2 separate regions of the Salmo salar genome follow, and region 2 is linked to region 1. A link is a contact called in public Hi-C data. All regions are on one chromosome and are shown on one strand. The core of a region is the stretch at or near the end of the contact, and the rest is flanking DNA. Distances in the headings are between cores, read along the strand shown.

Region 1 (5,320 bases), core at 2,010-4,509:
GGCAGTCATTTTACTTAAGGCCCTTAGAGATTATCTGCAGTTATAAAACAATTCTAATGCAATATATCGATTTACAAATACAAATCAAAAGGTGTTTGTTTGTGGATAGTGAATTGCATTTCTGGATAGCGATTTACATTTGTGGAAAGTGATTTACATTTGTTGATTGGTGATTTACATTTGTAAATACATTTGGCATGATAGTGATCCCATATATATGCCAACACCACTCTGTTGTTGGGGTATGCCTATTAGTGTTGCATGGTATACCGAAACAATTTTCAATACTAGAACATGAAAAACGGCCCGTTACTAGAATTGTTGTTACGTGCGGTACTTCTGTCAGTGTCTCACGGATCAAGTCTATCTATCAGCGCAGCCGATGTTCCCCTTATACCGCACCTTGCCTGGTCCACTTACAGCGCAGTCCACATAACACGTTGGAGGCGATGAAACAACGGAGCTCCATTTATTTTCAATGGAGGGGAGTGAAGCGGGCGGGGGATCGTTGGGCGTGGGCTCTCCAGGCTAACTTTCATTGCTAGCTTACAGCTGAAGCTAACATCAATTCACTACCCTGGTACTTTGTTTGTGATAATATGCAAAACATAAGGCAAAATATGTTGATTTTAAAGCTGATTGCCACCAAAACTTTATTAATTCACTTCATCAGTCTCTCTCTCACGTCTCTCCCAAAAATGATCTATTGCCTCATCGAACCGACGGACCTCCAGTCCTCTTCCTCTTGCCTTGTGTATGATGTCATTAGTGGTTAAAGAGACAGTGCACACTTTCATAAAATAAATAATAATAATAATACAAAAAACGACTACTTCTATGCCAATGTTGTTGATCAGTACAATACAATAAATCCCACATGGAAGGGAAACAGATTGTTTTTCATCTGTAGCCCCATGCAAACAGGCTCAATAACTCAACGCATGCACACACTCCTATTGAATAAGCATTCATCTGTATTGTGAACAGGCCTAAGCTCCATCTTGATTTACCCAGTTTATCAATAGAGATTTACCATTCAAATAAATTATTACTATTATGTAGTTAGATGGGTAAAAAACAAATTCAATTTGACTGTATGATTGTATAATTGATTCATTAATACATACATGGATGTCTCTGAAAAATGTTGATGTAAGAAATTCCAAATGTCATGACGTTGAACTCAAAATATGTATTGTATTGTGATGGTATCGAGTATCGTGATACTGAACCTGGTATCGGTATCAAAGTCAAAATTCTGGTATCGTGACAACACTAGGCTTTTTAACAAACGTAATTACACTTTTCTGTAAGGAAAACTATTTATAGGTCGTACTTGATAGAAATCTGGAAACACTGGGTAGTTACTTTAAAACTCCTATATGAGGGTCCCCCCTATCCCTACGCTAACTTTGCCACCGCTACTGAAAAAAATCCTAGGGGAACACTGTACAGTACAGTATAGCAAATTAGAGAAGTCTATGTCTTGGCCAAATAGATGTCAATGTTTGGGCTCTTGGAGAGTTGGAGCCCCCTGCTGACTATGCCTCTCAACACTCTATACTTTTTCCTGAAGTGTGCACTTGTCCACTACCCACATTGGAGTCCTCAGCTCAGTTGGTAGAGCATGGCACATGCAACTATACATGGATATAACCTCAATGGCGCTGCCTGTGCTGTCACATAAATGGCACAGATACAAAGATGAGACCTCTATATATATCTCTATAGTGTCAACTGTTTCGGTTGTGACCATTTTGGTTTGGCTGATTTTGGACTTTAAAGAATCCCCATAGCCAGCCATATGTTAGCCATCTTTCATTTGGACAGATGTACATCCCAGCAAACCAAATCCACACTTGATATATTAGATATGCGGTACTGACACTTAAAAATACATGCAGAGTTACCAACTTGCTCACACATTTTCTCCATAATCTTTGCAGACAGACTACTCATCATGTGGCCATGAATTGCAATCCTATCACTTGTTGATATTTGTAGGGCTGTGGCTTAAGGCACATTCATTCCACAGTATTGGAATGCGTGTGTTTTGGTAGTGGCATTAAAAGGTGGGACATATATGTTTAAAAATAAACAAAATGACTAATTAGATCGGCATCTTTCAATGTAACAATAGAACAACTCAATATGTTCTATTAAAATATTAGTGTGAAAAAATATAAGAAAATCATAAATTGCTTTATAGTCAGGGTTTGGGACAGCCACCTCTTAATATAATAGTGGTATAAACAATGACTTTGTACTACATTCATTTAACAAATATGTTTGTTATTGCCTTGGATTGAATTAGAACATATCATGATGTAAATAAATGTCCTAAGTTTGAAGACTTAACTGTTTTTTTAAAATTATATTTTTGGGGTGGAACTGCAATTTGCACCACTTCTATAGAATTCTGACCAGAGGACTATGTGCACTAGGGCACTATATATAGCGAATAAGGTGCCATTTGAATCGCACCCCATTCACAATATAAGACACTGACTGTACCTCCGTGTTACTTGGTTTGTTGGTAGGTGTAAGGAGAATGATCACCGGATGACTCCATCTGTTGTTGCTGACTGTTGTCCTGGAAGGAAAATGAAGACTGGATAAAGCTCAGCAGCAGTTTATCATCTAGAAATACATCAATAGTTATCCATGTGAATGACCTCTCTAACCTAGTGTCTATAAACACCCAAGTAGTACGTAGAGCTAAAATCATATAGCTATAATCTTATACCTCGGGTACTTTATGAATAGTAAGTTAATCACAAACCTCCACTGGAACATTTGCCGTCTGCATGTGTGCATACTGGGGAATATAGGCTCCTTGCATAGAGTTTGCAGCCATATACTGCACAAAGAAGGACAGAACTGTGTAAGTATAAATCCATCTAAAATTCGACTTCAAGACGACAAACAATACAGATCCCAATATCAAATGTACTTCTGGGGCCGTATCTATCAAGTGTCTGAGAATAGGAGCACTGGTCTAGGATCAGGTCCATGTATTCTTATTCCTGATCTATTAGTCCAAACTGATCCTAAATCAGCACTCCTACTCTGAGATACATACGGTGTGGCCCTTGCTCTAATTATGTAATACATGAACCCAGTGTTAACCTATTTGACCCCTTGACCATTCCCCTCTTACCGTTCCTGTGCTGCCCATGGAGAGGTGACTCATCTGCTGAGTGAGAGGGCTCATCATGGATGTAGGCTGTAGTGACATTGTATGGTCCATAGAGGGCGATATCACCGCTCCCTGGGACGGAGAGTGTGAGGATGAGAGCAGAGGGTAGCAGAGGCATACAGACATCCATAGATCCTATATTTATTTCTACTTATAACAAGTAAATGCAATACAAACCCACGGTTACTACCCAAAATATCTAAATGACAGAAACAGGAGTAAGAGAAAGGGGAAGAGAGAAAGAAGGACAGACTGACTTTGCCCTAAATGGCACCCCATTTCCTATGTAGTGCACTACTTTTGACGAGAGCCTGAAGGGAACCTGGTCAAAAGTAGTACACTATAAAGGGAACAGGGTGCCATTTGGGATCCATCTGCCCTGTTCAGTCTCTTGGCACTAGTCAGGGCAGACAGGTGGAGGCTGGAGAGGGTTGCAATAATACCTAGATGAAATCCTTTTCCTTCATGAATCATTTATCATTCCACCAGGGCTTGCCCTGTGTCGGGTTTCAGACCAAGAGGGAGCTCAACTGAGCTCAGTGTGTCGGACTTCATATCCTGTATCCACATTACAAGGTAGCTGGCCACACTGGCTTTAGAAGTCACTGGATGCATCTGAAATTTCACCCTACTATTCCATGTACAGTGGACTACATTTGACCAGGGCCCATACTCCTCTGGTCAAAAGTAGGGCACTTTATAAGGAATTGGGTGCCAACTGGAACACAGACACTGACAATCCTGGCTGATTAACACTGAAAAGGCTAGAGGCACATGGGGAGGAGTATTTGTAAAAACATCCATTGGGAACTGCTATTTCCTTGTAAAAATGAGAAATACTTTATTACAGAGCAATACTTACTCAGCTCCCAACCATCTGTTAGGAAATACAAATGGAATCAGTCATCAAACACAAGATGTTTGAAGTGTTTCCAACTTGTCGTGTGGTGAGCAACACCAAGGGAGCCAGGCATCCTGGTGCTAGTATTTTTGTCAACACCGTAGTGCCAGTAAATCCCAGAGAGCCCAGTCACACACTGTACTGTATGTGTGGCATCATCACCCTCCATGTCCCTTTCCACATCCCTGTTTCTCCTCTTTTTCGAAACAACACAAAGCAAAGGGAACAGCTGATTTATGCATCTGACCAGAGGTAAGAAAGAACAGAAGAGATAAGATGGAAAGGAAAAAAGGAGAGGAGAAACATGACATTCCAAAGTGAGGGAGGAAAGAAAAGGACAGGAGATGACGTGAGAAAGAGGCAGTAGAGTAAAGGATGGTGAGAGAAAGGTAGTATATTTGGTCTTACTGGGTGCTGCATGATGTAGGGCTGGTGAGTAACCCAGGAGGGATTCTGTACCTGGAACATCACACATACACTCTGTAAATATACTAGCACAGGGCAGGCACTGGGGAGGAGCTATTTCAGGAGCTCACACGCCTCTGTGTTTGGCTCAGCACTACATGACTGCAAATGGCACCCTATTCCCTATGTGGCGCACTAAGTTTGACTAGAGCCCCGGTGAAAAATAGTGCACTATATAGAGCACAGGGTGCCATTTGGGACGTAGTACCTCTATACTAGGCAGTGTCAGAGAAAGGCCCGGGAAAATTGTCTAAAGACCCCAGCCACCCAAGCCATAGACCTTTCTCTCTGCTACTGCACGGCAAGCAGTGCCGGAGCGCCAAGTCTGGGACCAAAAGGCTCCTGAACAGCTTCTACCCCCAAGCCATAAGACTGCTGAACAGTTAATCAAATGGCTACCCGGACTATTTGCACTGACTCTCTTGCACTGGCTTTATATACACACACACACACACACACACACACACACACACACACACACACACACACACACACACACACACACACACACACACACACACACACACACACACACACACACACACACACACACACACAAAAACATAGCTCTGAGAAAGGCCATAGTGACCTCTCACATCCTGAACCACAATCCTCCAAGGAGAACACTCCAATATAAGTGTCATAAAAGGTTCATAAATACCTGGTCAGTTACAGAAAATGGGTATTATGGGTGTAGATAATAGTAACGCTATTCAAAGTCATGCAAACCCATCTATCCATTGAAATTGAATGAG
Region 2 (5,032 bases), core at 2,006-4,505, 75 kb after region 1:
GACTTCACACTAAAAGTCATGAGGTTCAGTCATACTTCAAGTTGTCCATCTTAAACTTTGCACATACACTGCTGTCACCTTGTGGACATTATTCAAATTACAACCAGAGTGATCGCTATAACAGTGATCTTTATCTTGCATTTCAAAGATGGTGGTAAAAAAAACACTGGTTGTTTTTTTTTTCTTTGTATTTTCTTCTACCAGATCTATTGTGTTATATTCTCCTACATTCAATTCACATTTCCACAAACTTCAAAGTGTTTCCTTTCAAGTGGTACCAAGAATATGCAAATGTTTGCTTCAGGGCCTGAGCTACAGGCAGTTAGATTTGGGTATGTCATTTAGGCGAAAATTGAAAAAAAGGGGGCTATCCCTATTAACAAATTCTACCCCCAAGCCATAAGACCCTTGAACAGTTAATCAAATGGCTACCCGGACTCTTGCATTGTCCCCACCCCACCCCCCATTTTTACGCTGCTGCTACTCTCTGTGTATTATCCATGCATAGTCACTTTACCTCTACCTACATGTAGATATTACCACAATTGTTGGTTAAGGGCTTGTAAGTAAGCATTTCACTGTAAGGTCCTGTTTATTCTCTGTGTGACAAATAACATTTGATTTGATTTGAACATTTTGATTTGATTGGAGCCCCTAATTTTTAGAGTGTAGGTTGTGTTTCCACTCATTGTACAAGTCCCCTATTGTAAAGCCAAACACATGCTTTAATTGTTAGAGTGCAAACAAAATGAGTAGGCCCCACCCCTCTTTTCACAGGGGTGAAATGAATGTGTCAATCAGAGCCACAGCATCTTCCCCCTCTGGCCATTAATGCTATGGCAGCAAACAGAGGTGTGAGAGGCTCACTCAGACAAGGCTGACAAGAATGCCAAGTATTCAAAGAGATATCTCCAAACATCCATGTGGCTAAGGTTGAAGCATGTAGAGCAAGCACTGTTGTAACTGACCTCTATTGACAATGTGCATTATGCTCCTGCACTAAATTATTTTCAAGAAAAGTTATTATATATATTTTTTGCATAGCACATTCCTTCCTTTAGTATGAGTCTCTGAGACAAAATGTTCCCCACACACACTGTTTATACTCAGAGGGACACAAGCCATTCAACCCTGTGGAAGTTCACACTTTAATATATTTTTTGGTATCTTTGTCAAAGTGCCTTAGCTGAATTTATTAGGTTTCTCTTCTTCCCCTGCCAACAGGCATATGTGTAGGCCTCCTCTTGATTTGAGAAGGAGTGACTCTGAAATGTTTTGAATAATGTGTTATCATATAGAGATGACCCCATCTTCTTAGAATTGTGACCATAAAGATGCAGTACGGGATCTTAAGCACAACAAATGTGTAACATATTGCATGAATTGGATTTATAACATATCACACGAATTGCAAAATTAGTTTGATATCCTTCAAATTGCAAAATTCGTAATATATCACATGAAATGCATGACGTAGTACACAATTGGATGACATAGTACACAAAGATCGGGGACCCGTTTTGGCTCGTGAGCACCACTTTCAAAACTACTGGCTGAAATTATACTGTACGAAAGTTTGTGAGTGCATCTTTAAGATCCTATGAGAATTGAGCTATAAGGACAAATGTCAAATGCATAATTCAAATGCATGATCAAAATACCAGCCAGGTCACTCGAGATCCAATGCGATATTTGACATTCATCCAGGTCCCAGGATGTTGGGAGATGCCTTCAAAACAACCCACTATGGTCAACGCTAAGCGCTATTACCATCAAGTAAACCGCGAGCTCTGCCTCCAAGGGCCATGTGTTCAATCCCAGTGGTAGGCACCTGTTTTACTTCTTTTTTTTTTAAACTCTATCCCAAAGCTTAACCTTAACCCTTACCTTAACCATTCAGATTTAATGCCTAAACTTAACTTGATGTTTATCCCCTTCCTGGGCAAACTTCAACACTGAAGTCAAACAGTGAGATCCTGAGGCAACATACGGTAATAACATAACAGTAAAAGATGAACGAGGGTGTCCATTTATACCCAGTTTGGAGACGCCAATTTTGGAGCCAGGGAAGGGAGTTGGAATGACCCAATCACGGAAGAAAGGTTGGTTGCCAACTGGTATTTATGCCAGTCTGTTTTAGAATTTCGGGCCTGGAGGAATGGGGTAGACTGCTGATCGTTAGGATACCTGCCTGTCCGTCACTAGCCTACGAGATGGTTGTAATGAGAGTCATTAGCCTATAGTAAATAGCTGTAGTTATAACTGTGAATAGTGTTTGTTAGACAGTTTTATATTTGAGCTTTTATTATTTTTCTGGATCCATTAATATTGATTAAAGTCGACTGCCTACCACTACACATTGCTGTAAATAAAACACGACTTCACCTGAAAGACTGTTGTTCAGCACCTTCCTGCGATCTCTCTTGGCCATTTGACTGTCTCACAGAGGGATTTTTGTTTTACTGTTTTGACAGTGCCTTAAGGAAACCCCTTAATAATGATGACCATGGTAAGATATATTATTCTTCAATACAGAATGTATTTGAAGGCAACTAGCTGCCCTCTGTTGGTCACTATTGGACTTGGCACTGTCCCATTTTCCTTTTGCACTTCTGCACAAATGAACTTTTTCAATGAATGTGTGAAACAGCAAAATACTCATGAGTTATGATTGCATTAATACATGTTAATAAATGTGTAATTGCATATTGTGGGAAAAAAAGAGTATATCTTCCAACTTGGCCTACAGCTGGATGTTGATATATTTGTGTACTATGTTTATGCAATGAAAGCAGATTACTTGCTGTAGGTTGCAGTACACAGTGACATGCCCCCACCTTTCTGTCTGAATCATAAAAAATAACACTATAAAGTTTACTAAATCAATAGTGCTTAGTGATATGGTCATATGAATATCTCAGCTAGTGATACTTCTTTTTTGCAAAGAGCAACATGTCTTTTTGAATATTTTACTATACACGTTATCTATCAGAGACCAAGTTGTCACAATTTAAGCAAAACACCTTTTACACTAATTAGGCTGAAATGTTGGTTTCTGCGGAATTTAGCTAAGTTCAACAGTGTGAGAAAACACTCATCAGAGACAATAAAATCAACACAAATATTTCTGACACTTAACTATGTTTTATCTGATTACTTTTTACATGCACAACGTTGCAGACGCGTAGGCACCAAGAAGAACCCTCAACTTGCTAAGCAAGAACTCACTACCTCAAAGATGATTGGTCAGTCCAGCAAGGCGGAAGTCTACTAGGCTCGGGGATTCCCCGAGGGAAGTTCCCCAAGCGTTATAATGCATGTACAATGAACATTTGTACGAAATACACCACTCTCGCACGTAGTAAATGTAGGCCACCTGAAGAATAAGAAGTTGTCGCAGTATCAAAACAATAATTTGGACATATTCGAATGAAGGTAAGATACTGCAATTATACAGTCAGATACGAAAGTCGAGGCGAGCTCAACTAGTGTCTGGTTAGGTATCAAACTTACTCAACTATTCAACTATTGACACTGCTCGATACAAAAAAACGGAACTGTGCCGGACCGATTTTGTACACTCGCCAATGAAGGTCGACGTTATATGATGTAGCCAGTTCGTGCTACAATGTTGCTACAATGTATAACTATTAGGTTGCTTCAGGCTCGTATGTGTCTTCATAGTATCATGCACTTTGGTATGCAATCAGTGACATACAGTGACTACTATTGTACTGTCATAAACGGGTGTTTAATCAAATACACGACTGGATGGAGAATTGGATTAGCTGTGTATTCAAACGAAGTAACCAATCATATCAGAGTTGTACCATGCTCAGTTCACTATCAGAAGTCTGAAAAAAATATATTCAGGACACCCAGAAAAACAAAACCCCAACTGCTTTTAAAAGTATTCGATCTGTCATAGCTTCCCATTTTAGGTAATTGGCTGTTGACTTTATCATATTAGTAATGTATTAATCATGGCATAATACATCTTTTTTGAAAGAAGAGATAGGCTATTTGTTATTGTTCATTAGCTACCATTAATAATGGGCAACCACATTGAGGTGTGTTTACCCAAAATATATGCCATTATAATTTATTAAATCTATTAACATCTTCTCAGTGCACAAAATGATTGTGAATATCTCATATTTTCCACACGTTTGTTTATTACAGTGATTGCAGGCATTTCTCATGTATGACCAAAGATTAATTGACTAGTAACAAATCATGGCATTCAATAATGTAAGTTAATGTATTGGTACACAGCACTGTACTTGTTTAAAAAAAATACTATTATTCAATATCGCATCAGTGTCAATAGATTTATTCAGTTTATATTTTTATTCCTGTTTTTTTTTCTGTACATATTTTGGATGTTTGTTTGTTTTCATTAACAAGCTGTTTTTACTTAGGACACTTGTATAATCAACCAGAAATGTTGATTTTTTGAATTTCTAAAATTAGCAAGGACAGGTGTAAAAGAGAAGTACGCACTGGCCCCATTGTCATGATGAGAGAGGATGACTTGGGTTTTTCAGTTTTATTCAAGTGTTTGTCCAAGTTAGGTGATTAATAGGGTTTACTTATAGCAAATGATGTGATGATGTGCTTTAATGCTGTATTGTGCCCCTAAACTTTGGTTGTGTGATATTTTGCGCCAGGCCCCATGACTGCTGTGTCAGTGATGATCGTGGAGCACACAGCATGGAGAGGAATATTGGAGATCAGCTCAACAAGGCCTATGAAGCTTACCGCCAGGCCTCTATCGAGAGAGACAACGCCAAAAAGGAACTACAGCAGATGGTATTATACCTTATGCACAGTGATAAAAAACAAACGGTCAGTTTCCCGGAAAGCCTAGCCCTGGACTATAAATGTATTTTAATGGATAGTCTCCACTGAATGTACATTTTATTCCAGGACTAGACTTAATCTGGGTCTGGGAATCCGGCCCCAACTCTTCTAATTCACTTATGAGACTTGAACTCCGTCCAGTGAGATGTGGTATAGCTTTCCATACAGT

The links. Hi-C and Micro-C count contacts between places; a contact is called where the count stands out from the background.
Region 2: a contact with region 1 is called in a Hi-C map of muscle, with 17 times the contacts expected there. The contact joins the promoter of LOC106581807 here to the enhancer-like site in region 1. A contact is called at or near these places in 3 of 3 Hi-C or Micro-C datasets (blood, gill and muscle).

What each region holds. Positions count from the first base shown.
Region 1 is chrssa21:14,850,577-14,855,896 of Ssal_v3.1, forward strand. LOC106581710 (RNA-binding motif, single-stranded-interacting protein 1) reads right to left here. Exons shown (of 14, transcript XM_045704464.1): 10 at 4,509-4,559; 11 at 3,161-3,226; 12 at 2,783-2,860; 13 at 2,515-2,593. The coding sequence ends at 2,522. Among protein-coding and RNA genes, the nearest start is that of LOC106581808, 24 kb to the left of the region's middle. Within about 2 kb of position 3,260, at least 1 of the 13 cell types and tissues checked has an H3K27ac peak or open chromatin away from gene starts, as enhancers often do. A contact at or near this core is called in muscle, where this site is marked.
Region 2 is chrssa21:14,925,558-14,930,589 of Ssal_v3.1, forward strand. LOC106581807 (TRAF family member-associated NF-kappa-B activator) reads left to right here and starts at 3,256. Exons shown (of 9, transcript XM_014164141.2): 1 at 3,256-3,435; 2 at 4,671-4,812. The coding sequence starts at 4,714.